2 separate regions of the Cricetulus griseus genome follow, and region 2 is linked to region 1. A link is a contact called in public Hi-C data. All regions are on one chromosome and are shown on one strand. Each heading gives the region's core, a stretch centred on a gene start, on an enhancer-like site or on the middle of the called end of the contact. The rest is flanking DNA. Distances are from core to core; before and after follow the strand shown. Region 1 has its middle 48 kb from the start of Znf281. Region 2 holds the start of Znf281 (zinc finger protein 281).

Evidence for each region. Hi-C and Micro-C count contacts between places; a contact is called where the count stands out from the background.
Region 2: a Hi-C map of the CHO-K1 cell line shows a contact between it and region 1, with 1.9 times the contacts expected there. The contact joins the promoter of Znf281 here to the enhancer-like site in region 1. A contact is called at or near these places in 2 of 8 Hi-C or Micro-C datasets (both in the CHO-K1 cell line).

The regions. Positions count from the first base shown.
Region 1 is chr5:52,585,135-52,590,308 of CriGri-PICRH-1.0, reverse strand. No RefSeq gene overlaps it. Among named protein-coding and RNA genes, the nearest start is that of Znf281, 48 kb to the left of the region's middle. Within about 2 kb of position 2,513, at least 2 of the 6 cell types and tissues checked have open chromatin away from gene starts, as enhancers often do. A contact at or near this core is called in the CHO-K1 cell line, where this site is marked.
Region 2 is chr5:52,632,786-52,637,959 of CriGri-PICRH-1.0, reverse strand. It overlaps Znf281 (zinc finger protein 281), which reads left to right and starts at 2,632. Exons shown (of 2, transcript XM_027417473.2): 1 at 2,632-2,765; 2 at 2,985-5,174. The coding sequence starts at 2,999.

The DNA of each region.
Region 1 (5,174 bases), core at 1,264-3,763:
AACAAAACAAAAAACCAAAACAAAACAAAAACTAAGCAATGTTCTATAGAAGCTGCCTTTAACCCAGGCATTCTGTCTCACTTTAGTATCTGTCATTTTAACTCCCAACTGCTCTGTCTCTTGGGGGCCTGACACTTCTTCCCTGGACTCCATGGTTTATTTTCCTGGAAAGTTCTGACTCGTTCCTTCTCACAGGAGAAGGAACTGTTAGGGTGGTTCTGTGGCTTTTAGGCTGGAGGTTAGCCGGGATGGTGACTTGCTGGGAGACTCAGCATGCCTAGGGCTACAGGTCAGAGGTTGGGTAGATGAGGTCTGGAGCGAGGGTCAAGTAGCTGAAGTAATTAAATCCTCAGTTCTGGTGAGGGAAGCAATTCTCAGATCTCCATTGTCATGGTTACAGGAAATTTAAAAATTATTTTAGTTGATTTATTTTTTATGGCTATGAATGGCTAGCCCTCATTTGCATGTATGTACACCACATGTACATTTGGGCTTACTTGATCCCCTGGAACTGAGGTTATGGATGGGTGCTGGGAGTCCAATCTCTGTCTTCTGCAAGAGCAGCAAGTGTTCCTAACCTCTAGGTCATCTCTCCAGGCCCAAAGTCTTTTAAATTTTATTTTTATTATTTAATTTTATGTGTGTCGGTGCATGTCTGTGAACAATGTGCATGCCTGGTACCCGTGGAGGCCCGAAGAGGGTGTCAGATCCCCTGGAACTATACTGCAGCTAGTTGTGATTCACCATGTGGGTGCTGGGAATTGAACCCAGGTCCTCTGGAAGAGCAGTCAGTGCTCTTAACCGCTGAGCCAGCTCTCAAGACCCCTGTTTTTGTCTTTTGACCTAGGGTCTTACTCTGAGGTTTAGGGTCGCCTGAAACTCACTATGTAACCCCAAGTGGCCTTGAGCTAGTGGTGAGGCTCCTGCTTCGACCTGAATTTTTGGCACGAGCTGCTACACCTGGCTTTTATTGTAAAATTTTATTCATGTTGATAGCTGGTAGTTTTGGTTTTGTTACAATTATGGTTTTGGTTTTTGGAGTGTTGCTGTGTATCCCAGGCTGATGGCTGAGTAACTCTCTAGCCTCCTCTCTTTACTTCCTGATTGCTAAGATGGCATACAACCGTGGACAATATTAGTGAAAAGATTACCCATGAAATACCCTTTATAGGATTTTAATTTTTAATTTATTATTAGCATGTATGTGTATATGCATGTGGTGTTTGTGAGTGTGAGCATGCACTTGTTGTGACTTACCTGTGGAAGTCAGAGGACCACTTCAGGAACTAGTTTTCTCTTTCCATCGTATAGAGACAGGGTCCCTCTTCTTTCTGCCATGCTGCAAACCCCAGGCTAGCTGAACAATTCTGTGTAGTCTGCCATCTTACCCTAGGAGTGCTGAGATGGCAGGTGTGTCTTGTTGCATCTGTCTTTTTTTTTTTTTTCCTCTCTCTCTTCAAGACAGGGTTTCTCTGTGTAGCCCTGGCCTGGAACTCACTCTGTATACTAGACTGAACTTGAATTCAGAGATCTTCCTGCTTCTGTGTCTGAGTGCTGGAATTGAAAGTGTGTGCCACAGGGCTGGCTGTTGTTTGTCTGTCTGTCTGTCTATCCATGTGTCTTTTGAGACAAAGTCTCCTGTAGCCCCAGATGGCCTGGAATTCACTGTGTAGCAGAAGGTGACCTTGAACTTCTGAACCTCCTGTGTCCACCTTCATGTACTGGGATTGCAGGCGTGCACCCACACCTGGTTTATCAGGTACTGGGGATTGGATTCAGGGCTTTATGCATGCTAGACGGCCAACTAGACTATGCCTCTAGGCCCCAGCAGGGACACCTATTCCTGTTCTTTCCTGCAGAACTGTGGTCCTTCTGTCCCAGCAAACTGGGGCTTCTATGTATTGGAGACAGGGTCTCACTGTATAGGACTGGCTGGCCTGGAACTCACCATGTAGATTAGTATACCCTTAAACCCAGAGATCCTCCTGCCTCTATCTTTGCCTCTGCCTCCTTAGTACTGGATTAAATCCCAATAAAAAAAGACCAAAGCACCCATCTCTGGAGCAGGACAGGAAGACCCTGACTGGGGACCACTGTCTTAGGAAGTTAGAACAGAAAGACAAAGGGCAGGCCGTTTGGTAACTCCAGGAAGTGGTATAAAGGGAGTTGCTGCTACGCTGATCATGATGTGAACATGTTTGCAGTTTGAAGGTGAGAAAGCTGCTGCAGGAGAGTGAAGGTGGAAGAAAATGCCCATTTCTAAAGTGTGCAAAGTGTTCTGTCAAGCTCCCCGTCGGGAAGGCTCAGGGACACCTATTCCCTCCCTTCCTTTCCTGCAAAGCTGTGGCCCTTGTGTCCCAGCAAGCTGGGGATTTTGCTCAGTACTTCTGTAGGAATTTTACAGGAATGCCTCAGACAGGCAGTGAGCCACTATTTTCTGACACACAGTTTCCAAAACTGCTTATTTCTGCATAGCTCATTTCTTATGTTGCAGATGTTTAAACCTCAGACAGGATGGGGCTGGGGGTGGGCCAACAACTTGCTCAACATTCTTGAGAGTCTGACTGGCCGGTGGTGTGTGAGCGTGGCTCCTAAATTTCCTGGGTAGTACTGAGAAGCGCTTTTAAGGTAAAATATTTTTTCCTGGCGTTTATTCTTGAGGATGATGCTGGAAGTTATGAACCAATCCATTTCAAATCTGAAGTCAGGCAGACAGTGGAAGGTGGAGGAGCTGCCTCATTCTGGCTGCTGTGGAATGCAAAAGGGTTTGGGTGTGTGCAGAGCTGCCGGGTTCAGGTATAGATGGTGTCCGGTGTGCCCTGGAAGGAGCTGGGAAAGTCACAGAGAGCAAGGCCCGTTCTCCAGAGATGCTGCACTGTTACTCCAACTTGCTCTCATTTATTTCTTTATTTTTACAGTCTTAGGAAATTCTATCGACCAGAACTGAAGCAACAAAAGGAGAAGAAGGGAAGTATTTGGTAATAGTAAGAGAGACTGAAACATCTTGCATTAGTCACTGCTGCAGTGGGAAGCTAAAGACTATGAAAAGATGACTTTTTACATTTCTTACGTATTTAGAGACATGCGCTGCCCTTTTCAAGATCCCATTGCACATGGCAAGGGAGTTGTGAGGGAACGACTCTCCTCTAAATGTCCTCAGGGTGTGTGTGTGATTCTGGTTAAGTTTTTATGCTAACACTTTGGGGAACTAACTGTTATTACAGGGCCAGGGAGGGATGTGTTTCTACATAGATATGTCTGCAGACCTTCCATCCTTAGTGAGCCACTTTCCAAGGTCTGCTTTGGTGTGAGCTCCTCAAAGAAGAAAAGTCTTTGCCTTTGGTTCTGGGCTCATATTTAGTGTTATAATATCAGGTCTTTCTTACCTGCAGGTTTCACACACAGATTTGGCAAACAAAGTTTAAAAATATAGTCAGACTCACATACTTACCATATATAGACTCTTCACCTTTATCACAAATAACTTGAATAACTGTGGAGATCTTTACATTGTATGAGGATTTATAAATAAATGAGATATGACTTAAAGTGCCCAGGAGGGTGGGTGCTGGTTTCAGTAAAATACTGAGTCACTTTATACAAGGGATTTGAGCTCCCATTGACTTGGCTTCCTTGGGGGTCCTGGAACCAGCCCCATGCAGATACCCAGGAACAGCTGCGATGTATTAAGCCCTTTGCTGCGAACATAAAGATAAATGGACCCAGTCCCTCTAAACAGCTGCCCTTATCCAGGTTTCTGTAGATGTTGTCTTTGGTTGAATGTTTGGGATCCTGGGGACTCCGGAGGGAAAAGGTTATATTTTCTTTGACCTCTAACTGCAGTGCAGTATAAACTTTATTCATGAAAGGTGACAAACCTTAGAAATATTAACTATACCCACAACTGTCATCAGAAAAGAGTCAAGCATAATTTCAAATTATATTACAGGTGCTTTATCTGCTCAACCTTCTCGCAGGCCTCCACTTATTTGTTATAAATAAAAAGTGTATTTGTGGGCTGGAGGTTAAGAGCCCTGGCTGCTCTTCCAGAGGACCCAGGTTCAATTCCCAGCGCTCACATGGCAGCTCAAAACTGCCTGTAATTGACGTTCCTGTGAATCCAACACCCTCACACAGACATACATACAGGTAAACATGAATGCACATGAAATAGATAAATAAAAAACAAATGCATATGTTATAAAGTCATATACTTTGAAAATGGAAAACATTAACCCCTGTTTTTATAATACAAAATTTATAACAGGGGTGAGGGTTTTGTTTTGTTTTGTTTTCTTGCTAAGACAGGGTTTTACTACATAACCCTGGCTGTACTGGAATTAGCTTTGTAGAGCAGGCTGGCATTGAACTCAGAGAGATCCACCTGCCTCTGTCTCCCAAATGGAGGGATTAGAGGTGTGTGCCACCACCTGGTAAGGGGTGAGGCTTTTTTTTGGGGGGGGGCCGTATTTTTGGTTTTTGAGACAGGGTCCTGCTATGGAGCCCTGCCTGGCCTGAAACTCGCTATATAGACCAGGCTGGCCTCGAACTCCAGGGGTGAGGCTTTTAATACTTACCAAGGGAATGGGAATTACACATTGTTAAGAAGTACTGCTCTGCATGGCCCTGGAGTGCACTCCAGCACAACATGCTCTTATCACCAGTGCTAAATTTGAGCACATTCGAGAATATTTTGGACCTGGAAGGAGGCTGGGCATCAAAATAACCAGTGCAGCTGAGCAAGCCTTCGGAACCACAGCCGGTAAAGCGTTCCAAAGGCATTTGTGTGTCATCTCTTTTCCCGACACCCTCCTCTCTCAGAAGATAAAGGACAAACTTATTTTCCATGTTGCAAAAATAGGAAATGAGGTGTAGGGAGTCTGGGAGAATTATTACCCAAGATCGCAGTGAGTCAGAGACTTCGGGAGCACAGCAGAAGACTCGGATCCATGATCGTGACCCCAGATTTGCTGTGTGCAGGCCTTGTGGTCTCAGAGAAAAATGTAATAATTTCACTTTCACTTTTGTTCTGTTTGGTTAATGGTACAATTCTCAGTTTGCACGAATAAGGAAGTGTTCTTTTCTTTTTCTTTCTTTTTTTCCCCTCTCACCCTCCTCCCACCCCTTTTTTTTTTTTTTTTTTTTTTTTTTTTTTTTTTTTTTTTTTGAGACAG
Region 2 (5,174 bases), core at 1,383-3,882, 48 kb before region 1:
GACTTCTTTACTTGATGTGTATGAATTTTTGCCTGCATCCATGTATGTGCATGCCTGTGGGATCGCCTGGGAATTGAACCAGGATCCTCTATAAGAGCATTAAGTGCTCTTAGCTGCTGAGCTACATCTGCAACCCCCTATTATCTAAGTTCATCTCTTTAGTTTTGAAGGTTCAAAGGAGGCTGGCTGTTTTTCCTGGTACTGGGGTTCAAGCCCATAACCGTACCCAGAGCAGGCAACCACAGTACCACTGAACTATGTCCCTGACCCCTAGTGTTTAATCTTTCAATTATTTTCCAGTTTTATAGCATCAAAGCTTCTAACAAATATACTGAAGTTGCTTCAGCCTAAAGCAGTACTTAGAAATATTACTGTCTAGTGCTATTTCTAATATTACTTTGATGATATCCTGAGTTTAATTTTTCTCATCACCTCCCAGAAGCTAAAATATTGATTTTCCTAATTACAATTCTATGTATTTGGGTGCTATTTTTATTTTCTATCACTAAAGAATTGAATAGCACAACCAGTGTAAGTGATGTGCTAGTGTGTTGTCATATAAATGCTCAAGGTACAGCTTCTAATGGTGAAAAACGGGAAAATAAATCGACCTTGATGAAGTGTGTCTTCTTTTGTCTGTTCCCAGGAAAGTTTATTTCAGGTATTTCCACTGCTGGAATGATTAGCGCTAACAGCTTTCCCCCTCCATTTTATTTTACAGGCTCTCTTCATCTTTCTGATATATGGGGTGTACAACACAGAGGTAAGTCTGCTTGGAGTAGCTCAAGGCTGACAGAGTGAATGAGAGAAATGACAGGTTTCTTATCTTGATAACTGAGGGACAAAGTTGGCTTTTCATATGCGTGTCCTACTGCCCTTCATGCTTGGACTAGCTTATATGAATCCCAGCTTACCATTAAACACTGACACCCAGAATAAAGGGACAGCCTCATTTCTCACTGGCATTGACTAATATTTTAGTACTGCCTGAAGTTTTTGAATTTTCAGTGTTTAACACTTAGCTATACTTGACAGTTTTAGGAAATACTTAAATGTAGTTGCATAGGATTAGAAAGGTACAATGCCTCCTCAAACTACTCAGAGAACACAGTTTTTAACTTTTCCAGGCAGACTCAGAGAGGCCTGTGTTCATTCCTAAATAATAATCTTCATGGTTTTAATTGTGAAATTTCTCAGGAAGTTATTTAATTACTAGAAGCCATTTAGAAAAACATTATGAGAAAACGGACATGCAATTTAAGAAAACACACTATGTAAACAACTACTGTGCAGGTCATTTGATTAAAAATGTCAGCGAAGGGCGGCTGGGCGGTGGTGGTGCACGCCTTTGATCCCAGCACACGGGAAACAGAGGCAGGTGGATCTTTGTGAGCTCGAGGCCAGCCTGGTCTACAGAGTGAATTCCAGTAAACCCTGCCTCTGGGGGAAAAAAAAAAAAGTCATTGATGTATAAATTACTCCTAAGAAAGTTGCTGTTGCTTTAGATTTTTCATGCCCACTGTGAAAGTGAGTGCCTTTTATACTTATTAGGTACATTATTTATACATTACTTACTTGGTTTTGTTTGAAGAACTTTTTTGTTATTTTTGTTTTTGAAGACAGGGTTTCGCTGTCCTGGAACTCCCACTGTAGACCAGGCTGGCCTCGAACTCACAGAGCTCCTGACTCTTCCTCCCGAGTGCTGGGATTAAAGGCATACACCACCAAAACCCAGTTTGTTGGTAGAACTTTAATTTCAAATTTTTACTCCAATTAAATAATGGGCAATTTTGCATGAGTCTCTAGGCATTCCCTATTGAAAGGGTGAGGAGGATGGGGTATGTATCCTAGCATAGAAAATAACGATAGCAAATATTTTACAAAGGAGGCTAGAGAGCAACCAACGTGACAAGCAAACTCAGACGACTGGAAAGTATGTGGCATTTAAATACCATCTGATGATGAAGTATGTGTGGGCGTGTTTTACAGGACGGCTGCACCTGGGATTACACGTGGTTTCCCTTTGCTGTAGCCTTGAGGTAGGTTGGCAGTGAGACAATTTTTTCCAACGGTACCTCTATGGCGGTCTCAAAGACTCCTCCAGTAAATGCAAAGGCACGCGTTATTACTACTGTCCCCGGCTGAAAGGAAGGACTAACGAGGAACAGGTTCTGTAATAATGCTATGACGAGTTTAATGCTTTCAGACAGAATCACAGGTGCCTCAAGGAGTCCATGTCTAGGTTTGATTTTGACTCCATGCCTAGATCGCAAGCCCTAAAGCATAGAAAACGCCAAAGTTCAGTCCTCGGGTTCTCCACCCTCCCCAACCCCTTTCTCTGCGGCTCCCACGCCACGCTGCCACACGCTCTCCCGGCGTCCCCCGACTTCCCGCCCCTCGGGTTCCACCTCCCGAGCGTCTTTTCCCCAGAAACCCTCAGCCACTCTCTGCTGCTCGACGCAGCCACCAATCACGTCCCCTCGCTGCGGAAGCCCCTCCGCAGCCGGGCTCTAAGTCCCCGCCCCTCCTGCCCAGCCCCCAGCAGCTCCGCCCAACCGCCCCCTTGATTGACAGGCGGGCCAGGCGGAAACTGCGGCGCAGGCGCACTGAGCCCGCAGCGCTCTCCTCTGGTCCGGTCGAGGAGTTCCCGGCAGACACCGCGCCGCGGCTGCGCAGAAGCGGGGAGGCTTTTAATTCCATTGTGGAGAGGACGGCGTTATTTTTATTAACTGGAGGCGACGGCGGCTGCGGCGGCGGCGGAACCCGTAAGTGTGGCCGGCGGGCCGGGGCGGGCGCGGGGGCGGCCAGGGAGGCCTCGGGGCCGAGCGCGCAGGGCCGGAGGCGGCGGGGCTGCGGACGGGCGCCGGCGCGGTGCGGGGGCGGCGGCGCGGCGGGTCCCAAACGCTGCTGGTGTGGTCCCGGCCCGGGGCCCGGCCCTACCGCCGTTCCCCCTCTTCCCTCCTCTCCCTCCTCTCCGCAGCCAGGCCTCCTCCGGGGTATGAAAATCGGCAGCGGGTTCCTCAGCGGCGGCGGCGGTCCCGGCAGTAGCGGTGGTAGCGGCTCCGGCGGCAGCTCCGGCGGCGCCAGGAGAGCCGAGATGGAGCACACCTTTCCCCAGGGTATGGTTATGTTCAACCACCGGCTCCCCCCGGTCACCAGCTTCACCCGGCCGGCGGGGACGACCGCCCCTCCCCCGCAGTGCGTGTTATCCTCCTCTACCTCCGCAGCCCCGGCCGCAGAGCCCCCCCCTCCGCCAGCCCCGGACATGACTTTCAAGAAGGAGCCGGCGGCGTCAGCCGCGGCCTTCCCTTCGCAGAGGACCTCCTGGGGATTCTTGCAGTCCTTGGTGAGCATCAAACAGGAGAAACCTGCGGATCCCGAGGAGCAGCAGTCCCACCACCACCATCACCACCACCACTATGGGGGGCTGTTCGCCGGGGCCGAAGAGAGATCACCAGGCCTAGGAGGCGGGGAAGCGGGGAGCCACGGCGTCATCCAAGACCTCAGTATTCTCCACCAGCATGTCCAGCAGCAACCAGCCCAGCACCACCGTGATGTATTACTGAGCAGCGGTAGCAGGACTGATGACCATGGCAACGAGGAGCCAAAGCAGGACACTAACGTCAAAAAGGCAAAGAGGCCAAAGCCAGAATCTCAGGGAATCAAAGCCAAGAGGAAGCCAAGTGCATCTTCCAAACCTTTGGTTGGAGATGGAGAAGGTGCCGTCCTCTCCCCAAGTCAGAAACCTCATATCTGTGATCACTGTAGTGCTGCTTTCCGGAGCTCCTATCACCTGCGGAGACATGTCCTCATTCACACAGGAGAAAGACCTTTCCAGTGCAGCCAGTGTAGTATGGGTTTCATTCAGAAGTACCTGCTGCAGAGACACGAGAAAATTCACAGTCGAGAGAAACCCTTTGGATGTGATCAGTGCAGCATGAAGTTTATTCAGAAGTACCATATGGAGAGACACAAGAGGACACATAGTGGAGAAAAGCCATATAAGTGTGACACTTGCCAACAGTATTTTTCCAGGACTGACAGATTGTTGAAGCACAGGCGCACATGTGGTGAAGCCATAGCAAAAGGAGCCGCTAGTGCAGAACCTGGGTCATCAAACCATAATAATATGGGTAATCTGGCTGTGTTGTCTCAGGGAAATACAAGTTCTTCAAGGAGAAAATCGAAGTCAAAAAGCATAGCTATTGAAAATAAGGAACACAAGACTGGCAAAACAAATGAATCACAAATGTCAAACAATATAAACATGCAGAGTTACTCAGTTGAAATGCCTACTGTGTCTACCAGTGGAGGCATAATTGGCACTGGAATAGATGAACTACAGAAAAGGGTGCCAAAATTGATCTTTAAGAAGGGCAGCAGAAAGAATACAGATAAAAGCTACCTTAATTTTGTGTCACCATTACCAGATGTAGTTGGGCAGAAGTCCTTGTCTGGTAAACCAAGTGGCTCACTTGGCATAGTATCAAATAATAGTGTGGAGACCATTGGTCTTCTCCAAAGTACAAGTGGCAAACAAGGTCAGATAAGTAGTAATTATGACGATGCCATGCAGTTTTCAAAGAAGAGAAGATACTTACCAACTGCCAGCAGCAACAGTGCCTTTTCTATAAATGTAGGACACATGGTCTCCCAACAGTCAGTCATTCAGTCTGCAGGTGTCAGTGTTTTGGACAATGAGGCGCCATTGTCACTTATTGACTCCTCAACTCTAAATGCTGAAATTAAGTCTTGTCACGACAAGTCTGGAATTCCTGACGAGGTCTTACAAAGTATTTTGGATCAGTACTCCAGCAAATCAGAAACGCAGAAGGAGGATCCTTTCAATTTGACAGAACCACGAGTGGATTTACACGCCTCAGAACACTCAGAATTGGTTCAAGAAGAAAATTTGAGCCCAGGCACCCAAACACCTTCAAATGATAAAACAAGCATGTTACAAGAATACTCCAAATACCTCCAACAGGCTTTTGAAAAATCCACTAACGCAGGTTTTACTCTTGGACACGGTTTCCAGTTTGTCAGTTTGTCTTCACCTCTCCACAACCACACTTTGTTTCCAGAAAAACAGATATACACTACATCTCCTTTGGAGTGTGGTTTTGGCCAATCTGTTACCTCAGTGTTGCCATCTTCATTGCCAAAGCCTCCTT